Linked DNA regions of Hordeum vulgare: all the other regions are linked to region 1. A link is a contact called in public Hi-C data. All regions are on one chromosome and are shown on one strand. The core of a region is the stretch at or near the end of the contact, and the rest is flanking DNA. Distances in the headings are between cores, read along the strand shown. Region 1 holds the start of LOC123444907 (ABC transporter C family member 3-like). Region 2 holds the start of LOC123444910. Region 3 holds the start of LOC123444903 (transcription initiation factor TFIID subunit 12b).

Evidence for each region. Hi-C and Micro-C count contacts between places; a contact is called where the count stands out from the background.
Region 2: a Hi-C map of seedling shows a contact between it and region 1, with 2.1 times the contacts expected there. The contact joins the promoter of LOC123444910 here to the promoter of LOC123444907 in region 1. A contact is called at or near these places in 2 of 6 Hi-C or Micro-C datasets (leaf and seedling).
Region 3: a Hi-C map of seedling shows a contact between it and region 1, with 1.7 times the contacts expected there. The contact joins the promoter of LOC123444903 here to the promoter of LOC123444907 in region 1. A contact is called at or near these places in 3 of 6 Hi-C or Micro-C datasets (leaf and seedling).

What each region holds. Positions count from the first base shown.
Region 1 is chr3H:548,364,862-548,368,895 of MorexV3_pseudomolecules_assembly, forward strand. LOC123444907 (ABC transporter C family member 3-like) reads right to left here and starts at 1,742. Exons shown (of 10, transcript XM_045121793.1): 1 at 1-1,742. The coding sequence starts at 1,646.
Region 2 is chr3H:548,571,500-548,575,533 of MorexV3_pseudomolecules_assembly, forward strand. LOC123444910 reads left to right here and starts at 2,239. Exons shown (of 1, transcript XM_045121796.1): 1 at 2,239-4,034. The coding sequence starts at 2,721.
Region 3 is chr3H:548,219,156-548,223,189 of MorexV3_pseudomolecules_assembly, forward strand. LOC123444903 (transcription initiation factor TFIID subunit 12b) reads left to right here and starts at 1,888. Exons shown (of 8, transcript XR_006631044.1): 1 at 1,888-2,519; 2 at 3,939-4,034.

The sequences.
Region 1 (4,034 bases), core at 492-2,991:
AGCACCCGGAGTGTGGCCAATGCAGACAGCACCTTGCCCGACTCCAATGGTATCCCCATTAGTATGCATGCTCCGAAGGTGACCACGGCGATGAAAGTAGGGGCACTCCAGAAGATGAAGGTGATCATGGTCGAGGTGTAAAGGTACTTCTTGAGCCAGTTTGTTTCTGTCTTCCTGAGGGCGATGATCTTGGACAAGAACTTCATCTCCCACCCCTGCAGCTTGAGAATCCTCATGTTGCGTAGGATCTCGGACGTCGCCTTCATTCTAACATCCTTGCTCTTCATCAGATTCTTCTGGAGCTTCTCCTGGACTTTCACCGAAGGAACATTGACAAGCATGACGACCACGGTGGCGCCGAGCGCGGCGAGCGAGGCAAGCCCGAGAGTGGAGTAGAGGACGAACATCGCCATGCTTACTTGGAGCGGTACCAGCCACAGGTCGTGGATGTACCAGGAGGAGTTCCCGACGCGGTCGGCGTCGACGCCGACGATGTTGACCATCTCGCCGCTCGAGTGGGTCTGCCTGGAACGGCCGGAGAGGGCCAGCCCTTTCTCGTACACGACGGCGACGAGCGCGGACCGCGCCCGTATCCCGACCTGCTGCAGCCGGAAGCACGAGTGCTGTTGGGACAAACACTCGAACACCTTGGCTGCGATGAAGGCGAGGACAAGGAGCTGCCCCTTCCTCGCGTGCCTCTCGTCGCCGCCGTTGAGGTACTGCACGAGGGAGTCGATGAGGTACGGGCCGACGTAGGTGGCCACGTTGTAGACCAGAGCGTAGAGCGCGGTCACCGCGACGTGCCATCGGAAGGTGCGCACCAGCACCTTGGCGAGCTTGAACGCCGTCACCCTTTGGGCGGTGGTGCCGTCGCCGGCCAGCCTCTCGAGGTTGGCCTTGAACGAGGGGAGCAGGCCGGCCACGCTGTCGCCGGGGTCGAGGCCCGGGACGTCGTCGAGGCCGAGGGCCTTCTTGTGGCCCACGGCGAGCAGCGGCCCCATCCAGGAGAAGGTGAGGACGCCGAGGAGGCCGGCGCCGGAGAACGCGGAGGCATAGGCGCTGTTGCTCTCACTCGCGCCATTTAGCAGAGGCTCCTCGGAAGCAGACCCGCCTGCTAGTTCCCTCTTGCCCAACAGCCCGGCGACGAGCAGTACCACGGCCGCGAGGACCGAGGCGGCGTCGAGCGCCCACGAACGCGCGGGCACGGGAACCCCGTCGAGGCTCGTGGCGGCGTGGACGGCGACCTCGAGAACCGAGAGCAGCAGGAAGAGCGCCCACCAGAGCCTGAGCGGCGCGGGGAACCGCTCCTCGCGGCGGAACTCGAACTGCAGGTACGCCGCGAGCAGCAGCCACGCCACCGCCCGCACGGCGCCATCCGCCAGGTCCGCCGCCGCGTCGAGCGGATATCCGGCGCCGGTGCCCAGGTAGCAGGAGTACGCGGCGAGGAGGAGCTGGAACGCCGCCAGAGCCCACGTGGCGCAGGCCGCCACCGCGTGGCACCGGAACCCGCACGCGGCGACGACCGTGTCCTTCCCGCGGCGGGGGAAGAGCCGGCTCCCAGCAACGGCGAGGACGAGGATGAGGTGGACCGCGGCGCTGGCGCCGTGGAGGAAGAGGCACGGCAGTGATCGCTCGGTCACCGCCATCGCTGCCGCGGCGCGGCGCGTGCGCTCGTGACGCGCAGCTCGATTCTAGAGGGTGTTTGGTTGGCTTCCACCCAGCTTCCGTCTACCGGGCTTTTGGCTTCGAAGCCGGAAGCCGGAAGCCGACTCGAAGCCCAACCAAAGAAGCTTTTGGTTTCGAAGCCGGTAGACGGAAGCTGGGTGGAAGCCAACCAAACACCCCCTTAAGCTGGAGTCGGAGTGGACTGGCTGCTGTAGACTGTAGTTGGTGGTCACTTGACCATCTTCAAAAGCCGGACAACCGCGCTAAAATAAAGATAGTCGAAATAACTATTTTTTATACGCGTCGGCTCCAATGATCACTCAAAAAATTGTACCCACATCGTTCTAGCAAACATGCACGAGGAGCCGACGCTTGTAACATATTCATTTTAATAATATAGTGATAATTCAAACATAAAAAAAGATATAACATAGCTCGCCGGCGCTTCGGTTGCCGCCGCATCCGTCGCACGTCCTGTAAGTTTCTTCTTCGGCCGCCTAAAGGAGTCGTCCACCGCTTTGTTCTTCTTCACGGATACCTTACCCGCCTTCACCATCATCGCATTTGTGATCTTCGAGAGGGGGGGGGGGGCACGTGGCTTCACGGCGGGCGCCGACGCGACGTCACCCGTCGAGGTCGTCCGTGGCGTCATGAAAAGGCCGCGGGATACCGTTGGTTGGAAGAGCACCGGCGAAGGCGAAGCCAAAGCTCCTTGGGCTAGGGTTTGCGTCGCCGACGGCAGCGAAGGGGTCACGGGCGTAGGAAGAGGTGAGGGGGATGTCGGTGCGGCTGTCCATCGGGCAAATTCGCCGACGACAACGCGAGGCGGGGGTGGAAGGGGGGGAGGCGGGGCGGCCGAAGAGGATGGCGATAGTGCGGCGCGGACGTTTGAGTGTGCAGCGCGCGAGATTGGACACACGAAATAAGCGACGCGCGATGCTGTTTCGCCTCGTGCTTTGAATTATTTATACCGCACGCGCATTTTTTGTATTTTTCATTGGAAAGTTTGAAACGGCCACGCACACCAAAAATACAATTTATTCAGCGCGACCTAATATCGTGTGCGCCTGTTGTTGGAGGTGCTCTAAGTCCTTGGTCAATTGTTAACCTTGGGTTGAATGTTGTCTACTAGTCCGTTTGTTCTCCTTGATGGCTCAGTATCAAATACAATAACTTTAAAAGGTAGAGACAAGGTTGGCAAGGCAAAGCATGACCGCCATCGGTCTTGTTGGAAATGGCGTCACCACTGATGGAATGGGCACACATCTCATCTTTAGTTTTCGATACCGACCGTCGGCTCACTGATTCCACTGGAGAAAAGGACGGGTGAATGGGGAGTACACGCATCGTGTGGGTAGAAAGTAAGCCTGATTGCATGGCAGCATGGTCATCGTCGTCTTTCATTTTCATAGCACGTGTATGCACGGCGAGGAATTTCCAAGAAGGTATACCTGCTGCCATGGTCATCGTCGTCTTTCATTTTCATAGCACGTGTATGCAGGGCGAGGAATTTCCAAGAAGGTATACCTGGGTGTCAATACAAGTTACGGATGAGCTAGTTCGCTGTCGCCAGAGGTGTCGTCCGGCTTACACGCGCGACACGGATGAAGCCTTGTTTGGTACTAGGGTTTTAAGAAGATTGATGGGGATATGTTTGCTCAGTGTGAGTTTCAAGTTTTTTACAAAGGTCGCAACGAATAGGCTGGCACAGATAGCACATTCTATTGTACAACACACTCAACAACTTTCATGCCCGGTAGACACATCCTAGAAGGGGTTGTGGTACTACATGAGACGCTACACGAAATACACTCTAAAAAATTAGATGGAGTAATTTTTTAAGGTGGATTTTGAAAAAAAACATATGATAAAGTTAAATGGCCTTTTCTGCAACAAGCCCTACGAATGAAAGGGTTCAATGAAGCCTCGAGGGCACAAGTGGATACCTTTATTCAGAAGGGTGGTGTGGGGATAAAGATGAATGATGACATGGGTCATTATTTTCAAACCTACAAAGGCTTAAGACAGGGAGATTCGATGTCTCCAATTTTATTCAACATAGTTGCTGATATGTTGAATGTTCTCATAAATCGAGCTAACAAGAACACTCTTATTGGGGGACTGGTTCCACATTTGGTGGATGGAGGGGTGTCCATCTTACAATATGCGAACGACACAATCATTTTTATGGAATATGACATCGTCAAAGCTAGAAATATGAAGTTAATATTGTGCTTGTTTGAACAACTCTCGGGACTAAAGATTAACTTTAAGAAAAGCGAATTGTTCTGTTTTGGGCAAGCTAAGGAAGAACAAGAAGCGTACAAGCAATTATTCGGTTGTGAGATGGGCTCTTTACCGTTTAATTA
Region 2 (4,034 bases), core at 989-3,488, 210 kb after region 1:
ACGGGTCCACATATGTCAGCACAAAGGAAAACTAAACAATAAAAATCGCAGCCTTCTTGCCTTGAAAAATAAGCATAATTAGCTAGCAACTATGCCTCCAAATTTTGTCATACTCGGCGTTGATAAAGACTCTTAATGTTGTCGAGGAAGACATGTTAGTATTATTAGAAACTAGTAAAAACTTTGTCAATATGATCACGGTAATATAAAAAAGTTAAATATTTGTGTATCAAAGATATTATATTGACAAATAGCATAACTTATTTATAAATTGTACAAGTAATTTTTATAAATATTCACATTTTTATTCATATTTGCTTCTAATAACTTTCACTCGTGACACATATTCATAACTTTTACGTAACTGAAATATGTTCAGATGTAAATATTTATAATAATAAAATAATTTTAAATTTTGCATTGTTATGAATATTTTTTGTTATGCAAAAAATTCTTAAATAGGAATTACAAAATGTGCATATAAATATATAATTTTTTGTATAATTAAAAATATAATTCCAAATTGTGATTTTTCTTTATGATATTATAAACTATAGAAACATTTTTATTACAATAAATAAAATTTAATTTGTACGATTTGTCTAAAAATAAGTAACAATAAATAATTATTAATACTTGAACATTTTGCTAAATAAGTTATATTTTACATGTATAATATTTATAGCACACTAGTATTTCAACTTTATATTTATTACTATCATTATACTTTACGTAATTTTTGCAAATTTAAGAAAAAAACTAACATTAACCGCACTGATTCGAACCCATTGAAACCATACAGGTATCCCTAAAAAATATACACGTCGGTTTGTTTATATAGATATGACATTTACACACTTTGTACACCTAATCTTAATTGGAGGAGCTGCTAGCACACGTTGTCCGCTATCCCCTGAAAGCTAGTTCAAATCATTTGTACAACAAATTTTAACTCGGGTTTTTCCTTTGTGCTGACATGTGGGTCCGCTGGTCATAGAGACATATATAAAGCAAACTCTTTGTTAGAAGTGCCTCTCACGCCATGTATGCATGCTAATCAAAATGCCATGTCAGTCAGTGTATTATACGTCATATAGATAGAATTACCATTGTATTTGAACGCCTGTGCCAAGTTTTAGAACCAGTTCGATGTATTTTTCAAGTTTAGGCACCAAAGTGAACAAGAGTGACAAGTTTAAGCACCGCCGGTGATATTACCTCTAAATTCAACTAACTACGTGAAGGTACAACTGATTTGAAATATGGAGCAGGCCGGCTAGTTAGATGTGACTGGATGTGTACATCATAATACTAATTCCTTTAGGTGAAAATAAAATACTAATTACTTTTCCTCACAAACTGTAAAGTACACACTTGCAGTATCCTATAGCATATCTATACACAGTACATTACTCCTTAAGCTAGTACACTGCTGGAGTAAACATGTACAGTGATCTGAAAAGAAAGGAGTAAACACATACTTCTTCCGTTTTAAAAGAAATGCCTTAAATTTAGAGTAATTTTGTGCTAGAGCTCGACGGTTATTTAGGGACGGGCTACAACAGTACTGGTCGAGTACGGGGATTCCGTTGTCCAATTCCTTGGACTTGATTGAGCTGTACTACTCCATCTTACAACAGTATCTTAGTCCGTAAGCAACACCACACACATGCATGCATATGCACGCGTAGGCGCCTCGCGCATACGCAACCGAATGCTCACGCAGCCATGTGCGCGAGCGAGGCATGCTAGTCATGGACATCTCTTTGCATGTTGGATATGGGCGATATTGTCAACTATCACAGCCAGCCACGTCCATGAACCTTTGCTTCATCGACGACGGGCACATGATCAACACGCGTCCGGCCGGCGGGACGGCTGAATCGGGTTTCTTATATCGGAAGAGAACCCCAAGATGGCATACGAGTACTATACTAGAAAATGTAGAAACGATCCTAGTTGGAAAACGTCTCGGTAATTTCGCAGGAAAAGATCAATTCCCGGCCCGGGCACCCCAAGATAATAATATATGCCCCAAATAACTTCCTCTGCGACGAAGAAGATTAGTATAGCACAACCAGTGGATCCCGATCGAGTCCGTTAATGGTTTTTGCCCGGCCGTAACCTCGGACCAGGCCAGAGCGAGGGGTTTCGGCATAGAATAACCGGGGGCGACGTGCCCCCACCCCGGAACCAAAAATGATAAACTAGCCTAGTCCCGGGGGGCCACCCCGAGTCCGAAATCAGACGCCGCAACGGACGTTCGTTCGCTCGCTCCGTCGTGTGGGCAGCGCCTACCATTTCGGCAAGGCATTCCCACGCGCGCCGCGACCGTGTCCTCCTCCTCCCGCCACGCACGCTACTTAACCCTCGCACCATCGCCATCCCCCACATCTAATTGCCCGCGCCAACGCTTAACTTCCGAGCGGCTATAGCTAGCAAAACGGGGAGCGACCACCGGCGATATATAAGAAAGTTCGTGAGTTGTGACGCCCACACCAACCATCCCAGCCTAGCCCGTACCAGCAACCGCGTCGACGGGCTGGTAGTGGTAGTGGTACTAGAGGAAGGCCGGCGCCATCGCCGAGGACGCCCAGCTCGGCGAATCATTCCATTCCATTACATGGCTTGATTGTCTGCCCGTATTGACAGCAAAGCCAGAAAGGTGCCCACAGCCAACAGGTCGGGCTGTTGATTCATTGCTTCGGTGGGAGCGATCGATGGTTGCGCACAAGGCGGCCTCGTGGCTGCCCGTGGACTTCCGGCTGCCGGCGGTGCCGCAGGCGGCGCTCGGCATACTGGCGTTCGAGGCCGGGGCGGCCATGTCCAAGCTGCTGTCGCTGCACCGCTCGCTCTCGGAGCAGGAGGTGTCCCGGCTGCGCTCCGACGCCATGCGCTCGCCCGGGGTGGCCTACCTCAACTCCACCGACCAGGCGTTCCTGCTCAGGCTCGCCTGCGCCGAGCTGGTGCTGTCGCTCGACGCCGCCGCAGCCGCCGTCGCGCGCCTCGGCCTGCGCTGCGGCATCGACTTCGCCGGCGTGTACGCCAGCATCAAGGCCGGCGCGCACGACGCGCGCCTCGACCTGCTCGCCGCCAAGGGGCTCAAGGTCAAGGCCAAGAAGATGGAGCGCCTCGTGGCGGCCACGTCCAAGCTGTGCTCCGAGATGGAGGCGCTGGATGAGCTCGAGTCCGCCGAGCGGAAGCTCACCGTCCGCGGCTGGAGCCGCCTCAGCGGGCCGATACCGGCGAAGCTCGCCGACCCGCCGCTGGCCGGCGACTCGATGGGCGCCGAGTCGCTCAAGCAGGAGATCAAGACGCAGCTGCTCAAGGTGCGGCGGCTCAAGGAGGAGTCCCTGTGGAGCCAGAGCTACGAGAAGGCCGTGGGCCTCATGGCGCGCGCCGCCTGCGCCGTGTTCGTCCGCATCTGCGCCGTCTTCGGCCAGTTCGTGCCGGGGCTTCCGCCGCCGATGCCGTCCACCTCCGCGGAAAGCGTCCACACCAGGCTGTCCAAGCTGCTGATGAGCCCGCGGACGGGGAAGGCGAAGGCGTCGTCGGGGCCGATCACGCGGCGGGAGCGGGAGGGGGCGGGGGCGCCGTCCCGTGTCCACCCGCCGATGCAGCAGCTGAGCAGCTCGTGCCCGATCATCGGCCAGAGGGGGCAGAAGGGCGGCGTGGACTGGCGCAAGGTCCTGGACGCGCCGGCAAGCACGGTGGGCGGCGCCGGGCTGGACCAGCAGTACGCGAACGTGATCGTGTCGGCGGAGGAGCTGCTGCAGATGGAGGCGGAGGGGCGGCAGGAGGAGGCGAACGCGGAGCGGGCGGAGATGTACGAGATGCTGCCGGGGAAGCTCCGCGCGGCGGTGCGGTCGAAGCTGCGCGACTGGTGGCGGGACCCGGGGCCGCTGGACGCCGGGCTGGCGGAGGGGTGGAAGGAGGCGGTGGAGCGGATCATGGCGTGGCTGGGCCCGATGGCGCGCGACACCGTGCAGTGGCAGGCGGAGCGGAACATGGACCGGACGCGGCGGTTCGACGGC
Region 3 (4,034 bases), core at 638-3,137, 150 kb before region 1:
GTGTGTGTGGCCATTCACACGACCTAACCTATGTGTTGCGAGGAATGTTGTTATCCTAGTCTTGGGTCCTCGCAACAACTCCTTTGGAGCTCCCGGTTGAAGAACCTCACCTAAAGAAACTCATCTTCCGATGAACAAATTTCTGAAATTTTTGGACCACAAAATTATGTCAATAAAACTTTGTAAGATTGATAGCAACTACTCATATGGATGCCTAGAGGACATATCAAGCATTCCCACTACTTGGAACTCAAAAAAATTAGACATGCAAGCTCATTTTTAGTAGCACCAAGTGCAGCAAATTATATAAAATATAAAACACTAAAGCAAAAACTAATTCAAGAATGAGAGTCACATACCAAGGAGCAATTCCTCAAAACAGTTTCAGAAACGGGGTTCCGAGCAAGAGATACAAAAAATAATGAAAACATGAAGAACACTATATATATATATATATATATAGAGAGAGAGAGAGATAGGGAATTTTTGCTGGAGGTAAGGGACGACATGAGCTTAAAAGATAAGGTAGGGCCTCTATGGGCCCCACCACACAACATGGCGCGGCCCGGGGTGTGGTCGTGCCGTGTTGCCTCGTTGTCCACGAGTGCCCCTCCCTGATGTGTTTTCATGACCAAACATTCTTAAATATTCTAGAAAATACCATGCTAAAATTTGCTGGCATTCTAAGACTTTTTATTTTTGGTTCATTTTTTATTGCATGGAAAACTCAGAAAATAGAATAATCATGTCATTTTATTTTATTTAAATAAGAATAACGCAGAGTAAACTAATAATACACAGAGTTGTGCCTACTAAATTCATCAACCACGTGTCATTCAAAAAGGATCCATTAATAAGATTGATCAAGTCTTATTAATGACTGTTTTCAATTGACATAAAACCGGAGCATTTTCATATGACACTAAGTTGCCGCAACGAGGATTTGCATTTCCCCAACAGTAAGATTATAATATTTCTTCTTGGGAGAAAGTAGAGAATTTTTAAATTCTCCAATGATTACCATGGCGCTAGACTCAATGACATTAATATTATTAACCAGGATTTGCCTCTTCAAAAAATAGAACGGTATATTGTTTGTCATTGACATGAAAAGTGACATTGCTTTTGTTGCAATCAATAACAATGCGTGCAATATTTAGGAAGGGACTACCAAGTAAAATTGACATGTTGTCGTCCTCACGCATTTCAAGAATAACAAAGTCTGTTAACATAGTAATATTTGCAAACACAACAGGAACATCCTCGCAAATTCCAATAGGTAAAGCAGTGGATTTACCAGCCATTTGCGTAGATATCTCAGTAGTTGTAAGCTTATTTAAATTAAGTCTTTTATATAAAGAGAATAACATAACACTAACACCACCTCCTAAATCACATAAAACAGTTATAACATAGTTTTGTTTAATGGAACAAGGTATTGTGGGTATACCAGGATGTGCCAACTTCTTAGACACTCCATCATCAAAAAAATAATTAGCAAGCATAGTAGCAATTTCAGTTTTACGTATTTTTTGTTGTTGATAATAATATCCTTTATATACTTAACACATACATGCATTTTTAAAATATCAGTCAAGCGAGTACGCAAAAGGACATAACTAATTATTTCACCGAAGCGTTTAAAATCTTCCTAGTTCTTACTCTTAAAAGGCTACAATCTTCGTATTAAAATTGTTTAGTTGATACGTATGATACATGATACAGTATTGGTTATGGTATTTCCATTACGAAGAGGCATCCATGGATTTGCGGGTAGAGCTTATGGCTGGTGCTCTCGAAAGAAAAACGATCGCATGGGCCAACCTGTCAGTGACCGGAATACCTTCTGACTCGATCGGGAAAAGACTACGCGCACACGTCAAACTGTCCCACACGACCGGCACCTAGTCCCCGCCCCTCCACGCGACCGTCCACCCCGCATCGTCTCCGGCCACCGCCGCCCGCGGAAACCCTATACCCCGCCTGCCATGGCGGATCCGCCGTCCGTAGCCGCCATAGCCTCGCCGCAGCCCGACCAGCTCGGCGGCTCCGCCCCCATCCCGCAAAACTCCAACCCTACCCCCCTCCTGTCCCCCCAAATCCCCCCCTCCCCCACCGTCTCCGACCTCTCCGTCATCTCCTCCCCGCAGCTCGATCCAGCCGCGGCAGCTGCGGGCGGAGGGTCCGCGGACTTCCCGCCTCGTCCGCAGCAGCTGCAGGCGCCTTCGCCCACGCAGGCAGTGCCCGGCGCCGGAGGCTACGGCCAGATCCAGCGCTCGGGTTCGGCTTCCCGCCTCGCCGCTGCCAGCCAGCTTCCACAATACTCCGCGGCAACGGCCAGGATGTACGGAGGGCAGATGAGCTTCTCAGGTGGCGGAGCGCAGCTGGGGCAGCAGCAGCAGCAGCAGCTGGCGGCCCGCGCTGCAATGCTTGGTCAGGGGCAGCTCGGGATGATGCAAGGGCAGGGCAACGCGGCTTCTGCCGCGCACTACGGGCTCCAGTCGCAGATGATGGCACAGGTGAAGTTGGGGTTTGGGGCATAAGTAATCTGAATATAACACATACATTATAGCCTTATCATGCATAAATGTCACTTGTAACAAGAAGGAACGACGAGAAAACTGTGCATTTAATTACAAATCATTTTTCTCGGAAGATCATGATTAATTGTGGTTAGACATTGCTTGTTTTCTTATCACTTCACTTGTGTAACATTCATACATGGAGGCAGTTTTATATCATCTTATAGGGAATCCATTCAAATGTCTGGATAAAATTTCCCTCTGTCCCACAACTTTTGAGTAGTACTCCCTCTGTCCCATAATATAAGAGCGTTTCCGGCACTAGTATAGTGTAAAAAACGCTCTTATATTATGGGACGGAGGGAGTATATTATAATAGAAATTAATAGTCAAAGTTCTATTTTGAAGACTGTACCGGTGTCCAGGACAACAGCTTTTAGGGTGTGTTTGGTTGGAGGGATATCCTCCCAGGGACAGGGATAACCACTTTTTTCTGTGGTTGCCATGCGTTTGGATCTGGGGCGAGGAGGGATAGAGTCAACCAGATGCTGGAATATTCTCCAAAAAAAGGGATGTGGCCAACCGCCAAAAACGGGCGGGCGGTGGCAACCACTCTGGGGCGGCCGACGCGGCAAGGCGCGGGAGGGCGGCCGGCACGGGAGGAGGCGTCCGGCGCGGGGGGAGGTGGCCGGCGCGGGGGGAGGCGGCCGGCGGGGGGGGGGGGGGGGGGGGGGGGAGGCGGCCGGCGCGGGTGGCGCAGGAGGAGGCCGACGCGGCAGGATTCCATCCTCCCAACCAAACAAAAAAAGGGATAACCCTACCCTTCCAACCAAACAAAAAAAAGGGCTATCCCCAGCCACCTGGTTGGGGATACCCACAACCACCCTAGCGTATCCCTCCAACCAAACACACCCTTAGAGGACCGGAGGGGGTAGAAATAAATGGTTCATGTATTCGGAATTTTGAATTCGTAGAAAGTCATTTGTTGCTCCCATGACATGGAGAGACGGAAGGATGTCACCTCTTTGGTGCGATGATGCATTGCAAATTAAATAAAAGTGAACATCTGGTTTACACTCAGAATCTCCTGGTAACTCATTCGAATAGTAAATGCTGGTCATTATGCTTGTAAGAATTCAAGACTAGATGCTCGTAAAGAAATAAAGACTAAATTTCTGGCCCCAGAGTGAGGTCTTCTGTTTTTAACTCGTCTTTGCAGTCACATTTATTTCTGTATCTTTGTTAGGTCTGGAATTTTTTAATAATGAATGAAATGGAAACCCCTTAATAAGAACAATACTGCCCCATTTTACTTTTTCTTATAAATTATGATGACGATGGAGATTTGTTTTAGTGCCTGCTACTTTCTGCTAGTTATAAGCCTTGCAGTGTAATTAACCTTTCTTGTTACTGCAGCCAAGGCAAAAAGGAATGGTACAAGGTGCACAATTTAATACTGCCAACGCAGCTCAAGCCTTGCAAGGCATGCAAGGGATGCAATCCATGGGAGTC